Linked DNA regions of Mus musculus: region 2 is linked to region 1. Evidence: chromatin contacts called from public HiChIP or PLAC-seq data. All regions are on one chromosome and are shown on one strand. The core of a region is the stretch at or near the end of the contact, and the rest is flanking DNA. Distances in the headings are between cores, read along the strand shown. Region 1 overlaps Cnot2 (CCR4-NOT transcription complex, subunit 2). Region 2 has its middle 19 kb from the start of Gm26579.

Region 1 (2,870 bases), core at 156-2,655:
AAGGGCTTTTGAAACCTTATTGCCCACCAGCAGTAACACACTTCCTCCAATAGGGCACACACCTCTTCCTTCTTGTCCTCTCAGACAGCTGCACTCCTGGTGACTGAGCTCAGATAGATGGACCTGTGCAGGCTGCTCCCACTCAAGCCCCCAGAAGCCTTGCTGTATTAACTCACGAGTGCTAAGGGCCACTTACTATTGTAAGCGTTAGATGTGATAGACAAGGCAGTTCCTTTCTGCATTCTGTCCATAGTATGTGTGTATATCACTGACATGTAAAAGACATGTCATTGACATGTAAAAGATGCTATAGATAATCGAGTTAGATGGAAGACTTTAAGAATAAAAATATGTGGAAGGCAGAAGACAAAAAAATTACCAATGTATCAGACAAGATTTGACCTATATAATTTCTTAATATCACTTGAATATTTTAACTATTAAAGTATTTATGCTCCCTAGAGTTAAACTAATCTTTTTTTTTTTAAATACTATGTATGGGCAAACATTAACATTGATGGGGTTAATTGGTTTAGGTACTAATAAAGCAGTGTAGCTTGCCAGTGTTTATAAAATGTGACTTACAGTTTATCATTGGTTAAAACTGCACATAAGCTTTTTATAGCTTGTATATTATAGAAGCCAATATGCATTTTCATTTCAAAGAATGGTTTAACTGGAAGATTTTTGTTAACTGTAAATGTGGATATTCAACTTTAGCCGTGAGTTGGGAGGGACAAGGGCTTATGGGGAGCCAAGGACAGCAGCTCTTGTGTTTGCTCCTCCTTGCTGGTAAGCAAGTAGCCCTGTGCCTTTCTCAGTCATAGGACACAGACTTCTTTTAAGAATGATGTCACCACAGAGTACCTTTATTAACCCTTTTGAAGGCACATAATATTTTCAGAGTTAATTTGGAGAGGGTGTAATGAAGTAAATTTGTTTTGAGTCTTGTATTAAAAGTATTAAAACCTCATAAAACCATCACATGTTATATTAAGACAGACCCTTTTGAGTTTAGATCCTAGTCTTCAGTGTGTCTTACGGGGAAGGGGGGGGGATTTAAATACCTACTTCTCAAGATACATAAAAAATTTGGATAAACTATAGCTTTTTCTTTAGTTTTCTTCATACTAGGCGGGCAAGTTATATGTCTAATTGTTATTGTGATGTCTCTGATTTTGAATACTTGATTTGGTGTCCAAAAGCTTGATCACTATGGCCTAAGCTTTCATTTTAACTATGTAAAACTTCATTTAATTTAATAATAGAAACATCCATTATAGAGTCAGTTTGTTACCAAGCACAGTATTATTTAATCTTCAGTAGCCAGTGTATGTTGAGGGTTAAAAACTTGAGTGAGATTTCAGAATAGCTTGTGCTAGTTAGATTCGGGTCAGAATGAGTAATTTTAGAGCATTTCCTTTCTGTGGTTACAGGGTATTGGTTTTGTTTTAAGTATACACTTAAATTTGCATTTCTAGTGGTGATCGTGAAAACTTGTATTCTTAAATCTTAAAACTTGAAGCAAAGTGCTGGCACAAACCTGTAACGTAGGAAGTATTCTGGAGGCTGAGTGGGTAGAGTTATGAATTTGGAGCCAGCTTGGGTTATGTAGGGAGTTTCAAAGCCAGGCTAAACTCCCCAGCAAGACTTTGTCTTAAGCGTGGGGAGGGGCAGCAAGATGGCTCTGTGGTCCAGATGCTCGCCAACAAGCCAGGGGCCTGAGCCAAGCTCTGAGGGGAAAGTGGAAAACCACGGTGCTCTCTGCCTGCAAATAAGCCTACAAATAAGCAGCTACAGTACAGACAAAACCAGCTTGAAAACAGTTTGATTAAGATCACTAATCCACTTAGCTTTCAGATAGCTAGACACCAAAACCACTCTGTGGCTTTAAATGACTGTTCTCTGCCATCTGTGAAATGGGAGCGCTTGAGATGTGTGTGTTTCAGCTCTTTGTTTCCCTGAGATTTTAGTGAAGTTAAAGTATAACCTTGCTTTAAAAAAAAATTGTCATTAAGGGATATTGGGAAGTGCCTCATTTTAAACATAAACAAAACGTCGGGGTCGTTCCTTATTTTGGTTTTGCTTTTGTACTTTATTGGAATGCTTTATTTTAAACATCCTGTAATCTTCAGTCTTTTGCATTAGAGCTGTAATAATTTCACTTCTTATTTCTAAGTAAAATTTGCACATAATTTTTATGAATACACATTTCTGAGTTACTGATCCTACATTCAGAAGTCTATACTGTGTACCTGCCAGATAGTAGGCAAAGGGCACTGCTGTTGTCTGGACTGCTTACTTAAAAGGGGAAAGAGCTAGTATGTGTGTGTCTCTGTTTTCTTTAGGTGGACTCGTTTTAATTATTCATATAGAAAATATATCTTGACCAAAGGGGAGGGGGGAACCCTTAAAAGAGACACTTAGACTAGTGAGATGCCACAGAGGGAAAGGCTATTTCCAAGGAGACTAATGACCTACCCAAATTTGATTCCCAGAACATGTATGGTATAAGTCCTATACCTTGCAGATAGTCCTCTGGCCCTCACACATGACTGTGTTTGCACACGCGCCTGTGTGTGTCTGTGTCTGTCTGTCTGTCTTCACATACACACTCACAGTAAATGTTTTTAAAAGAGCACTATGAAGTAATTTAAATTCTCAATTTTGATGTTCTTTTGTAGGAGTTCCATCTGGAATATGACAAATTAGAAGAGCGGCCTCACCTGCCATCCACCTTCAACTACAACCCTGCTCAGCAAGCCTTCTAAAAAGACTTCCCTTTTCTTGGGGTATGGCTGTCTCAGCACAATACTCGACATAACTGCAGAGCTGATGTGGCTCAGGCACCCTGGTTTTAATCCCTTGAG
Region 2 (3,247 bases), core at 710-3,209, 170 kb before region 1:
CACACATAGCCATACACACATACCACATACATACTCACACACGTACACACACAGATACCACATACATACACACCACACACACTCACAGATAGCACATACACACACACACAACAACAACAATGTAACAATTATACCACATACACACAAACATTTAGTACAATTTAGTACAAAAAGCTTGAAAGGAGGTAGCAGGAACTCTAGCAATTACCGTGCCACAGACTGTCATCCTTCATATCGTCACAGACCTGAAAGGAGCGTTTGTTTTTTGGGTTTTTTTTTTTTCCTTTATCACATGAAGATCCAGCAGAGGGATTTAGCAGCCTGCCTTACAACTCAGCCAAATGTCAGTGGCTTTCAATCAAATCCTCACTTGTTTAAAGCCGGCTTTGCCTTCTGCATAATTTAAAGACTTCAATCCACATGTGTATCTTGTGTCTCCTTGATAATGGGTGAAGAAACGGCCTGAAGTTTCTTTCCCTTAGATGTAATTACTGTTTCCCTAGGCATTGATGTCCGCAGCAAAATCCTCTCAGTTAATATCGCTGTAATTTTTCCACAGAAGAAACAGAGAGCTAGCAGGGCAGCCCCATGAAGACCTGGCAGTGTAGCATCTCAAATAAATCACTTAACATTTTCTGGAGTCCAGCACAGACAGACAACTGAATTTTATTCTTTCTGAATTTATTTCAGCAGTGCTGAGTTTCCTGGGGGGAGGGGGATGTTGGGGGGGTGAGTGGGGAGGGGGGCGGGGGACTCAGATCTCCCGAGTGGCAGGGAAAACTTACTGTGATATTTGCTTGTTTCTCTTTCACTGTGGAAAGAGTTGGGTGTTTTTATTCATTACTTTTAAAGTTAGCATGCAATAAGATGCGTTTCCTGTGGTGGTTATACACATACATCGCTGTACCGCATTCATACTTGACCCCCATTCTGCTCCTTGCCTCTCTCCCTTCTCCTGACCCCCTTCCTCTCCACAACGGTCCCTTCCTGCTTTCCTGCCATGCTGAGTGCTTGCCTAGCTTTTGTATGAGGGATTCCCTGTCTTTGTGGGGTGAGTTTGATCGTGCTCCTTCCCTGTCTATTTTCTCGAATACTGAAGGTCACTGTTAGTACAATTTGTCAGTGAAGCCACAATTCTTCGTTCATCTTCTTGTTTACTTCCTCTTTATGTCCACTGTTTATTTTTAAAGGTAGATTTAATTTTTTTCTTTTCTTTTCTTTTCTTTTCTTTTTTTTCTTTTTGGCATTTTGATCATGTCAGTGTCTTTGGGTTCAGTCATCGGGAACTTTTGATCTCCCAGAGACATTGTGGGTCCTGTGTCTTTCTGTTTCTCAGGCTTCTGTATTGCAATCTTCACAGCTGTTGGTTTATATACATTGATAGGTATATGTCTCCCAATTTTATTTGACAATCCTCTTTATGTATCTATTTCTTTTGAGACACAATCTTACCACAGAGTGCTGGCTGGGCTGGGGCTTGCTGTGTAGACTAGACTGGCCTCCGACTCAAGGGCTGGGTTAGAAGCTTGTGCCACCACACCCCGTTTGAGAATCTTCTTAATGGGAAATCCCCCAGTACAACTGAGAAAGAAAATTACTGTCACAACAATACCACTAAACCAAACAAGATATAGAGATACATTTAAGCATGATTAGTATGAACAATGACTATAGAATAACCAAAGGTAAATAGATATAAAGAATGTCATGAAACTAAGAACTGTTTAAGACAAATACAGAAAAGTAAATGAATGTCACAAAGGAAGGGGCAAAAAAAAAAAGGACAGGGAAAAAAAAAGAAGCAACCAGGATAAATGAAAAGCACTGGAGAGAGTGTGGGAGAGCAAGAGATTACAACATCAGGTTACCCACTAATCGATATGGAGCCCCAACACATATACAGCAGAGGACTGCCGGGTCTGCTGATTCAGTCAGAGAAGATGCACATAACCCTCAAGAGACTGGAGGCCCCAGGAAGTGGGGGTGGGGGTGAAGACATCCTCGTGGAGACAAGGTACAGGGGAGGTATGGGATGTGGAACACTTCAGCGGGAGGACTGGGAGGGGGATAAAATCTGGAGTGAAAAAAAATAAAATAAAATAAAATAAAATTGAAAGAAAGAGAGAAAAAGAAAGAAAGAAAGGAAGGAAGGAAGGAAGGAAGGAAGGAAGGAAGGAAGAAAGAAAGAAAGAAAGAAAGAAAGAAAGAAAGAAAGAAAGAAAGAAAGAAAGAAAGAGAGAAAGAAAGAAAGAAAAAAAGAAGAAAGCTGCATGCCCAGGGACTGGAGAGATGGCTCAGCAGTTACAAGCACTGACAGCTTTTCCAGAGGACCAAGGTTCAATCCTAGTACCCACACACCAGCTCTCAAATGTCTGTAATTCCAGTTCCAAGGGATCCAATGCCCACCTCTGCCTTTCATGAACACCAGGCATGCACGAGTTGCATAGACACACATGCAGGCAAAACACACATATACATAAAATAATAAAAGGAAACTTTTTAAAAAAAACAAAAAAGGTCTAGGCCTAGAGGGATTCACAAAAAAAAAAAAAAGCATATGCAAAATTTGATAAACGGAAGAGAATAAAAAATCAAAACGTAAAAGCATTTAAAAGTGGAACAACATCGAAGAACATGGGGGGGGGGGCTGGAAATAAAGCAGGAGGGAGGAGTGAAGCCGTGGAGAAACTTCTTTCTGGGTTCTTTAAAATTCGTGTTTCCCGGATGTAGACGCGGGAACTCGTCAGGTGAACCTGGAGCTTCTTGTCTTGCCTATCAAGCAGGTTGGGTCTGACCTTGTGACTGGACAAGTGATAAATGCTCAATAGAGCTGTCTTCATCTTAGTAGCTTCCGGCCTGGGTGTACCAAAAGCCTGGCTGGCTGGAACTAGCTCTGCGGTGTGCAGGCTGGGCAGGTTCTCGGATGACCGCAGACTCTCGCTGAGATGCCCTGGGGTAGCTACTGTTCTAGCCCAGGCGGGAAAGCACAGTGCTGAGATCTGTCCGGGCAGACCAGCCTTCATCCTCGAAACACACTCTTTATTAAACCTTTTCAGTATGATAGCAAACTACATGAATTCTTCCAAAAATAGGTGTAGGTTTATATATTTGGTTTTTTGCAACATGTTCAAAAAATCATGTCAATAACAACTTAATTGAAGCAAACACACATAAATCTTAAATTTTTTTTTGTTTTTTTTTTTTTTATATGTATAGATGTTTTGCCAGCATGTATGTGTCATGTACA

What was found. HiChIP or PLAC-seq counts read pairs in DNA pulled down with a chosen protein or histone mark.
Region 2: a BATF HiChIP or PLAC-seq map of CD8 T cells shows a contact between it and region 1, with 10 read pairs. The contact joins two enhancer-like sites. A contact is called at or near these places in 6 of 39 promoter capture datasets (embryonic stem cells, hippocampal neurons, liver and 2 more), 6 of 484 Hi-C or Micro-C datasets (the MNK3 cell line, cerebellum, cortical neurons and 1 more), 9 of 115 datasets of contacts at active chromatin or transcription factors (CD8 T cells, embryonic forebrain, embryonic stem cells and 3 more) and 3 of 9 other capture datasets (adipose tissue, liver and pancreatic islet).

The regions. Positions count from the first base shown.
Region 1 is chr10:116,486,101-116,488,970 of GRCm38.p6, reverse strand. It overlaps Cnot2 (CCR4-NOT transcription complex, subunit 2), which reads left to right. Exons shown (of 16, transcript NM_001037846.3): 16 at 2,685-2,870. The coding sequence ends at 2,771. Among named protein-coding and RNA genes, the nearest start is that of Kcnmb4, 14 kb to the right of the region's middle. Within about 2 kb of position 1,405, at least 22 of the 459 cell types and tissues checked have an H3K27ac peak or open chromatin away from gene starts, as enhancers often do. A contact at or near this core is called in CD8 T cells, the MNK3 cell line and memory CD8 T cells, where this site is marked.
Region 2 is chr10:116,653,898-116,657,144 of GRCm38.p6, reverse strand. No RefSeq gene overlaps it. Among named protein-coding and RNA genes, the nearest start is that of Gm26579, 19 kb to the left of the region's middle. Within about 2 kb of position 1,959, at least 19 of the 459 cell types and tissues checked have an H3K27ac peak or open chromatin away from gene starts, as enhancers often do. A contact at or near this core is called in CD8 T cells, the MNK3 cell line and memory CD8 T cells, where this site is marked.